Linked DNA regions of Triticum aestivum: region 2 is linked to region 1. Evidence: chromatin contacts called from public HiCAR-type data. All regions are on one chromosome and are shown on one strand. The core of a region is the stretch at or near the end of the contact, and the rest is flanking DNA. Distances in the headings are between cores, read along the strand shown. Region 1 has its middle 33 kb from the start of LOC123093781. Region 2 has its middle 13 kb from the start of LOC123093783.

The links. HiCAR-type assays count read pairs that join an accessible place to other places.
Region 2: a HiCAR-type map of leaf shows a contact between it and region 1, with 7 times the contacts expected there. The contact joins two enhancer-like sites. A contact is called at or near these places in 5 of 5 Hi-C or Micro-C datasets (leaf, root and an unstated tissue) and 1 of 1 datasets of contacts at active chromatin or transcription factors (leaf).

What each region holds. Positions count from the first base shown.
Region 1 is chr4B:640,836,835-640,841,588 of IWGSC CS RefSeq v2.1, reverse strand. No RefSeq gene overlaps it. Among protein-coding and RNA genes, the nearest start is that of LOC123093781, 33 kb to the right of the region's middle. Within about 2 kb of position 1,723, at least 7 of the 8 cell types and tissues checked have an H3K27ac peak or open chromatin away from gene starts, as enhancers often do.
Region 2 is chr4B:641,107,909-641,113,232 of IWGSC CS RefSeq v2.1, reverse strand. No RefSeq gene overlaps it. Among protein-coding and RNA genes, the nearest start is that of LOC123093783, 13 kb to the left of the region's middle. Within about 2 kb of position 3,577, at least 5 of the 8 cell types and tissues checked have an H3K27ac peak or open chromatin away from gene starts, as enhancers often do.

The DNA.
Region 1 (4,754 bases), core at 474-2,973:
GAAGTTCTTAGAACCGACATATGAGTATGTTATTACAACCGATATGTGAGAATACTTGTATATCAGTTCTAATAACATCTTATATTATGGGACAGGGGAGTATATTTTATTACATAGTTAGATATATACACCTGAAATAAAAGAAAAGATATATACACCTGGGCATCCCAACCGTGGTTCCTTTCTATATTGTTGTTGCCGTTCGGTGAATACGGAATTTTACAAAGCTCACATAATAACACCGTGGTCACCACATGCCTAATGGGAAGCAAAGAAATGTAAATATCCCTTCACAAGTTCTAGCTCAGGTCTTGCTACTCGGACAGAAATGATAACTACATCAACTAAAAAAGTAAGTACACAAGTAGCTTGAATTTTCACTATTAGTAAAATCATGATTGTTTGCGACAAGTTGCGAAAATAATTACCTTATTCATTTGCTGATACCGGGTTTTTGTTACTGGTTATATCTACCAGCAAAAGAACTTATTATAACATGGTTCTTTCTAAACGGTAGGGATGGGCTAGTACACAGAGAATGCATCGACATTAATCTTGTTTCAAAAAACTCATTGAAACAAGTCAAACGGTTTCAAAATCAGACATTTGGTTCAAAATATATGACCCTTTTTGTTTGAAAAAAAAACAGACATGCTTATTGATGGGAGAGTGAGATGATGAGCGTGGATAAAAGGACTATTTTGCAAATGTGCCAGCTATCCATCTTCAGCTATATCACACCCCCCCTAGGTTTTCTATCCAATGGCTCATTCATTTATCCCGGGCGCATTTTGTGCATGAACCGGGCCGGTGCACCGAATACGTTCCCCGAATACACAAACCATGGAAACCACTCGACGCAAGAACAAATGAGTGACAATCATACATGCTTTCTATTTTTTGCGGGTGAAACAGTCATACATGCTGACCATGAGGGTGGCTCTCTCGAAAAACACACAGCTCAACCACCTTTGGCCAAATCTTTGCAACCACTTGCTTAATTTGCGATTTTCTAGAACTCGTGTGCCGATTAAAAAAACGAGACCAACCCAGACTAGACTAGCCTGTTGGCATTTTTTTTATAGAAGAAAACTCCGTTAGCACCAAACGCTCAAGCCGAGACTTGAATCCTGATGGGCTGGCTGTGAATTCCCGCGCCTTGCCAACTGAGCTACGCTCAGCTCTCCGTGTGCCGATCACTAGATGGCTGATGCGGATCAGAAAAGCGTAAAGCGCCATATTGTGAGTTCTGGCTTGGATCTCCTGGAAGAAGTGGTAACTAGCCGAACAAGCACCATGAACTTTTCCAAGCGGGACCACAATCGTTCGAGGAAAAGTCGTGAAAATAACTCGCTTCCCTATATTATCTTTTTTTGCATTTTTTTACAGCTTTTCCCACAAAATTTCACACTGTGCCGACACAGTACTCCCTCAACGGTAAGTACAACGAGAGATAGGCCAGCAGCAGCCGGTACACGAGCCATGAAAGCCTCCGGATGTAGGAACAGAAGAGCAACTGTTGTGTCCCCGCAGCGAAGTTCTGGGTCCCCACCGCGGGGCCCACCTGGCAGGAGGCGTGGCCTTGGCAGCGGCGGACAGCGTGGCAGTGTCGGCGCAGGCTCTCATTCCCTGCTATTGATTCCTCTGAGCATGGCGTTGCCAGCCACCGCCAGCTGGGCCACAGCCCTGTGGACCCGGAATGCCAGTGAGTGGCGGGTAAGGAAGCCAGTGCACGTAAGCCTATACTCAGGACAAAACTGCACGCGCCGCGGGCCGGGCCAGCTGTGCGTGCAGGCCTCTGCTGCCGCGCGGGATGGATCTTCCGCCGCGAGCGCGCACCATGTCACCCGCTGCGACGCGGGCCCAGATTTGCTCGGCGACCACCTGTCAGCCAGCGCACAGCGCAGTGACTGCGCTCGCGCGGCTCCCAAGAAGCTAGACGATCCAAACTCCTTGGCTTATCCTACGCTGCAAGGCGAAGGTGGCTGCAGCCCGCATGCAGGTGATCCTCCTGAATCGAGCGCCCAGGCCGAGCATTTTTGTATAGAAAAATACAGGCAGGTTAAGAATGGTGGCTAGAGATCGTGAGCAAGATGGCTCGATCGGTCATGGGATCTCGGCGAGGAAGTTCGGACATCCTCATGGGTAAGTTTATCGCAATTGCTAAATGTCAATTGACTGACTTTAGCTATTGTGGTCAGTCGATTTTGAATGAAGGAAGAAGAAGGAAGGAGCTCGTCAAAGGGCTATCCCATTATCTATCTTAGGGTTTAGCGTGGGCGGTGATGGGGCTTCGCCGGACAAAAAGTCTGGACGTGGCCGGGGCTAGAGAGATGGGCCGGGGGTGGTGGCAAGACCGGCGGTGGGGGCGGTTCAGGGGAAGGCGGTGCGGCGAGGCGGTCGCGGGTGGAAGAAGAAATCTGGAGGTAGAAGAAGCAACCTGCGCCGTTTATTTTTCAACCAACAGCTGAAACAAAATCGACTGGCCCAAATTCGTTTCTCAATCGACTAGCATCTAGCCATTCCCTTAGTTTACCTTGTGCCGCGTGCTTCACATCTATCAAAATCCAATTGTTTTTCTCCACAACTATGAAATGATTGTTACATCAAAACCCAGTTATTCACTCTACAAGAATGAAATGCTTGCTACTACGTTTAATTTACTTGGTTTAACATGTATTGTTTTGGTTGTGTTTTTCATCCCGCTAGGTCCTCTTTGCTATGCCCAATGCTTCTGCTATTTTCAATCCATTGTTCTGTTGCAATAATAAGCAAGTCGAGTTGCCCTATGCTCGTATCCAGACTTAGAAGACGGTTTTGACTCGATTATCCAGTAAATTACAACACCCAGATAGCATTTCACTTCCGAGCAATTAAACCTCACTAACGAGCACCCCGTCCTTCAGTGTAGACTGCCCATCGAGCCCAGAACGGAACAGGCGACCCCTCATCAATGGCGGAGACATGGGGACCACCAGAGGCCTGCCCCCCTAACATCAGTGATTTACTCCTAATTTGCCGATGAAAAGTGCATTGTTGGTGATTATTTGTTGCTAAAAACCTATCTTTTCTATAGACTGGCCCTCCCCAATCAGTTTTAACACCATCCGGCCCTCCTTCCATTTTTTCTGGCTGCGCCACCGCCCCTCATTTTCATCGCTTTTTTTAGAAAAGGAGGAGAACCCCCAGCCTCTGCATCTGGGCGATGCATACGGCCACTTTATTAATTATTCTCATAAGACCTTACAAAGTGATACAACAGTAAGACTAAAGCCACCGTCTATGCAACAACTGTCGCTACTCCTATCCAATTGATGAAGGGGCGCTGATAGTCTGGGTCTAATACCAAACAGACATCACAGCCAAACCTAAATATCTAAGACCTGAGGTCCCAACCCGGACGCCTGCCGGGTATGGGGCACCTACCAGTCCGGCGCACTCCTCAACCAGGACGCCTACCGGGTATAAGGCCGCGGCAGCCACCTGCCACCAATCCATCTTCAGTGTGTACTGCTGCACCACCTTGCCCGGCCTCTCTGCCATCGATGCCACCACGGCGCCTGATAACGGCACCCTCCTGCGCGAGTCCCTCGCCAAACATCGGGCGCCGAGTCTCCACCGCGCCACGCCACCGAGAAATGCCACCATTAATGTGCAGGATGAAGCACCGCTCCACCAATTATTCCACCCACTGGTCCCTCGAGCCCATGTACACCTCCAAGAATGACACCACAAGAGGAAAACGACACAATAATGTCGCCGTCATCCGGTCTACTGATCTAGGGTTTCCCCCGGATGTAGCAGATAGTGGCCTGGAACTTCTCAACAGCGATGCCTTCAACAAGGGAACGACACCGAAAAGTGCCGCCATCGCCGGCCTCGGCAGCAGCCGCGAGCAGGTCTTCACCCAAATCTGTTCCAGTGGCCTCCATCAAGCGTCTTGTGCACGGATCGTCCACCACCGCGGCCGCTGCATCGCCCGTCGCGAGACCACAGCCACCGACACAACCTCCGCCGTCCGGGGCCGCCGCCCCGGGATCCAGCCCTCGCTGGCCGCCAGAGCGAAACCAACGAGCCCCATCAATGGCGACGCAGCCGCATACCGCGCCGCGAGAACGCCACCATAGCGTCGTCGCGCTGACCGCACGCCGCCGCCAGGCGCGCCCGCTGCCACGCCGCCGTGCCCGATGCTAGCCCAGCGCCTTCCATCGATTTGGCCGTCCCATGCCAGCCAAACGACGAAGGGGAGAGGCGTCCCGCCGCCGCCCACACCAGGCAGGCTTCGCCGGCCGGCGCGCGTGGGCGGCAGCGAGGGGACTAGAGGAAGAGGGGGAACGGGAACCGGCGGCGGCGGGAGGCCTCCCCTGTCGCCCGCGGGAGCGGCAGAGGAGGTCGATCCACTTTTTTCTCCCGCGGGAACGCCTCATTGTCATCGTGCCATGGGCACCTGTGCAACGGTTGGATCCGGTGTGCCTCTGCTCCTTGGCGGCCCTAGGGAGGAGGGAACGGCATGGCGTGGGTTCACACGAGTGGAGGAGCTTGGCATGGCGATCCTTGAAGTGGAGGTGTGTGACTAATGGTGCACTCTTGATAAAATAGAAAAGCAAGAGGCCGATAATGAATTCTTCCGGAGCAACCATGTTAATCACGACAGGTACCCATCACCACCTTGCTGGCTTGATTTTGCTGGGAAAACCTAAATTCAAACAATGCACCCACAAAAGCCATGAACCCGTCATTTTTCGAGCCAGGTG
Region 2 (5,324 bases), core at 2,328-4,827, 270 kb before region 1:
GTACCCATGTAATATTTTGGAATTCCTCTTCCAACTCGTCCTGGAATGGGCGTTATGCCCACTTGTCAATTTTAGCTCCATCTGAGCCGTACTGCACATTGCTTTCCTGATACCTATGAGTTTTACCCCCATCGACAGATATATTTACTCTTTCAGTATCCAGCAATTCTACCCTCATCAAAATTTAGTGATGCTACCTACGCAAGCTGCAGATTTAGTGTGCACATCCCTTTCTATCATGAAAGTAATACTAACCTTTCCTTCCTTGATAACATCCATGTCTTCCAGGGTGCAAATAGCAGACTGCTTTGTCAAATCCAAGAATATTTGAGATAAGATACCCAAAAAAACCAACTTAACTTTATTGTCGATACAGAAGGAAAAAAAAAAGAGATGTTCTATGAGAATGCTTCATAGGATCACAGGTGCATCTGCAGTAAATAAACCAGCAAAAAAGAAAACAGAACAAACTCATGGTAAATTAACATCTACAGGAATACCAGCTCCACTAATCATGAAAGGTAGCATCTAAATTAGGACACAATATTCTGTTACAAAAATTTAGAACCCTTTTAACAGATTCTTGAATCCAAGGTCAAATCTTGGCAAATGTCAGGCCTACACTCTCCGGTTGGACTGCTTATGTATTCCAAGTTTCCAACACCCTATTAACTGTTTTATTAACTATTCAAACTTTGTCTTTTACTGTTTATGTATTCCAACACCCTATTAACTATTAACTGTTTTATTAAGTATTCAAACTTTGTCCTTCGTGTTTCTGATATCTTGTGATCAATTTCCTAATTTTACAGCGGAGCTCTCTAAACAAGTGGAAGCACACCAAAGTATGGTCTCACATTCCAAACTATGGTGTGTGTGCATGACGTGTTCATGCAAAACGTCACCTTGGATTCTCTCCTTCAAGATAATCTACTCCTGTGCTTTGATGCAGCAATGCATCCATTTTGTAACTTTTAACCTCATGTCGCGTTCGTTTTTGTTTTATTTCAATGCATCTTCATTTTCTCATCTTGCTGTTGCTAATTTCCTAATTTGTATTTGTTTTATTTCATTGTATGCACCACGAATTGCTCATCTTGCTGTCGAGACAAACCTTCAAGCTACAACGCAAGGAAGAAAAAAGAGGTGCATTGCATTTTCTATTGTTTCTAGCATTTTTCCTTTTTATCACTGCAGATCATATCTTGTTTAGGACAGGTTGAGAGGTAACATCCCTACTCACTCGTCAAATAAAGAGAAGTAGAACTCTTTATTCTTGATGTAATACATGCCTGTATTCCAATAAGTATTTGGGACGGGATCACACAGTTCTGTAGTTACTGAAGTCCAATTATTCATGTGTACTTTATGGGACGAAATAACTCACCTTGGTGTTGTTCTTCCTACACTCCTGGACATTTTACAGCCGTCCTTTCAAAAGCCTCTACTGATGTGAATTCAGAAAAGCATTTTTTTTGTTTCCTCACATCCTATATGTCTGCTGACTTACTGAGGTACTTTCAGATTGGTGCTGACCTATGACTACGATCAACCGAGAGCTTTTGCCGAGGTACTATAATTAACAGACTAGTTATAGTTTGGGCTTTTGTTTGAATAGGTAATAGGAAATTATTTGAATGTTTCTATATTCTTGGTTAATCGTCATATACTTGAATCGCATATCATTGTGCTTTTGTTTGATGCTGATGTGTTTGCTTGACTGAAAGTTTTGAAGCTATGTGATGAGGGCAATACTGAGCAGCAAAAAGATATACATAATTGTAACAGGACAGGTGTGTTGTTGATGACAACTTTTTTGATGATGCTGTTGATGATAGTACAAACTCTTTAGTGGAGGGCACCATCAAAGAACTTTACGAAGCAAGTATCAATGAAGGGGATGAGGCTGATGGTGCTACTACTATTGCTGCACTTCACGACTTTACGATACAAGCTCATTGGATGAGTACACCAACATAAGATCAGCTAGGATGTAGTGAGGAAGCAAAACACGCGATGCTTTTATGGCCATGCTCATGAGCTCCAAACAGCAAAGCAACAAGTAAAAATGGATTTGGTGAGCTTGAAGATGCTGTTATGGCCAGGCTGCAAGTCCTGAAAAGATGCGAACCTAACAATAGCAACGTCGTGAATGGGGGACAGGAGGTTTTCCATTCCAATGATTGGGTGTGTCGCTTTGAAAGAAAACAACCTGACCGCGGCGCGCGTGAGGAGCTAATTCAGAAGACCGATTTGCCTGATGCTGTTGAATACTGATTTGCCTGGTGATGCTGGGTGCAGAGCCTTATCTGATGAAGTGGATAGCAGAACCGCAAGGCAGTACGTCAGTACACATTACTTGAGGAGTCTCAGGAAACCTGCAAATGTGAATTTGCATGAGAAGCAGCTAAGCTTAAGCCACTCACCGTCAGAATGGGAGCATGTACTGAAGGAGGACCTTTTCCTCCCAGGAAACCCATTGAAGTGAAAGGCATATGCTCTCCCCTTGGTTTAGTTCGAAAATCTTGTTGTGATGCACACATATAGGTATGTTCTTAACTTAAATGTATGCAGATTGCGACATAAGCAGCAGGATCAAGCGTCGTAGTAGCTAGCTGGTGCCTAAAATAATGTCAGCTCTGTGTAATATATGTTGCCTGCGGTATCTGGTTGTATGCCTGAAAGGATCATGCACAGTACCCGAACATTTGTGCCATCTTAACATGTGATGTGATCTTTAATGCCTGTATATGCAAGTATATTTGTTGCTTCTGATTGTCTTTTCGATTCTCCAGATGTCCCTTTCCGAGATGATCGTCAAGATCCTTTTAGCCCCATTTTAAGTCGCAGTTTGCTGTTGAGTTATATAGAAAAGCGGGTCAAGTTTCTGCTGGTTCTTTCTTTAAGACCCTGTGAAGCTATCCAATGACTTGTCATCTGCTCTTTTCAGTTTTGTAATCACTGATGATGCAATCAGCATATTATACATGTACAGACCTTGCTATATATACTACTGCTTTGAGATACATGCAATCCAGGGCTCCATGGAACCTGGATTTTTCACATTCACTTCATCTTAAGCTTTTGCATAAATGTACGTAGTATACATCATTATGTGCTTGTGCATTTTGTTCAGATTGTTTTGAAACTTCAGAATATGATTTTCGAATTTTTAAGTCTTTGTAAAGATTCCACTATGGACTACATACGAAGCAAAATGAGTGAATATACACTCTAAAACGCATCTATATAATCTGTATGTGGTCCATAGTGGAATCTCTACAAAGACTTATTATATTTAGGAACGGAGGGAGTATACAGTAGCACATACATGTTGCACTCTCCGTGATGTTGTACATTCAGAGACCTGCTGCTTGGACGGACGGCCGGCCAGCCAGCCAGCCATTACCTGGGCCGGTTGCAGGCGGGCGATCTGACTTTGTCACCTACACACTGCACCACACATCTTGGCGACTAGTAGCAGCTTGCACCAGGCACCAGTACGTGGTCTGAGATCCAACGTGGTAGGCATGTGACGTTGTGCCATTGACTGCGCAACATGGCAAATGATGATCTGCAAAGGCGCACACCCCAGGATCCAGGGCCATGCACAGGCAGGGCCGAAGTCTCCAGGCTTCACACACCCTGGACCGACCCGGACGACGCTAGCCAGGATGGGTCGCCATTATTTTTATTTATTGCTAATAATGTCAGTAAAAAATTTGTACTGTACTAGTGTCAGCAAAAATCAGCATTTTATAGTCGTTTTTCTTAGGTTTTTTTGTTCTCGTTACTAGTACTACATATTGCTACTCTGTAGAAACGGAAAGTGTCCTTCTAATCTGGAGCTTAGAATTGAAAATAGTCTTAAAATTTTCTCGTATTTTTTTACAACAAAGATTGCTTATTTTTTGTCATGTGTGCAAATTTCTGCGACGAAATCATATTCACTTAGGTCTGGGCAAAAATTACAAAATGCGCACATCAAAATGCTTTGAAATGGTCTTTTTGGAGCAACAATTTTTTTCCCAGAGCACTAGGAGTGTTAGTTCTCGTTGAAATTTGCACGTACATAGAACATTCAGAAATTTTTTTGCTGCCAAAAGTTTTTATAATCATTAGAATTTGTTTATTTTTTCAATTTTACTGTTCACAAGGGTGCACTGTAGAAAGTTTCTTTTTCCCTGATGGAAAAGTTACTGGATGCCGTGTTGACATTGTGAGAGGGAGATGAGATGAGATGACGTCCCTACAGTGGGTAATCACGGCGAGGCTGGCAGTGGCAGGCGGTGTCGCATATGTACAGTGCAGCGGGTACACACAGAAGTTATGTGCGCAAGCAGGAACAAGGGTATAGGACAGTGTCACTATTACGCCGCCAGTTGTGTTGCGTGCATGGTTAATCGCAGATCGATCGCATGGGCAGTGAAATGATCCAGCTGGAGAGATCAGGAGTAGCTGCTGGCCTGCTGGGTGATCCCCTAGCTAGCACACATTATTCAGTATAAATGCTAGACTGACGAACGGTTCACTTGTGGAAGGAAGTTACAGCCGTACATGTCCTTCTCTCCACTTGGAGCATCTTTACTCGGACCTTCCAAACGACAGTGTCTGGACATAAAAACCATCTTCAAACAGACCTCCAAATCGTTCATATATGTCTGGGCTATTTGAATCGAAATCTATCCCATATGTGAGGAGGAAATGGGGCTGTCCGAACGTAACCAACTCGGACCTAACCCACTTCAGATGACTTTCTATCTTTAATTTTTCCTTCTTCTCCTTTTCCCCGTCATCCCATCAATTATATGCATGTGTCCGAACAATTTGATGGGTCGCGACTACGTTCACGGACAACACGGACAAATAGGGTTCAAAGCGGACATGGTCGGGTAATGTTCAATAGGGTTCAAAGCGGACGTGTCCGTAGATAATTAGCGGGTCAAATTAGCCATTTCCAGCTGGAGATGTTCTAACCCCCTCTTATTTTTGGAAATCAGTTATTTTTTTTCACATGGCTATTTGATTTCTTCCTGAAATCAGCTGCCTCGCTGGCACGCCACGCTGTCATGTGTGGTCCCACATGAGCGTTCTCTGCCAAAGCTTCTCGCTGGAAACGGTATTCTTTCCCATATCGCTAAAAACGGTCGAGCTCGTGCTGCCCTTCTCTTTCTCGCTTCCCTTCTCTCTTCTCCATACAATTGTGTTGCAACGGGCTGTCATCCAAGCTCTAGATCGATTGGCTGCATTAAGCTCATCAGAGCCATGGCATGGCATCCTATAATTGGTGCCAGTGTTGCAGGCGTGTGTCGCTCGCCGTCGCG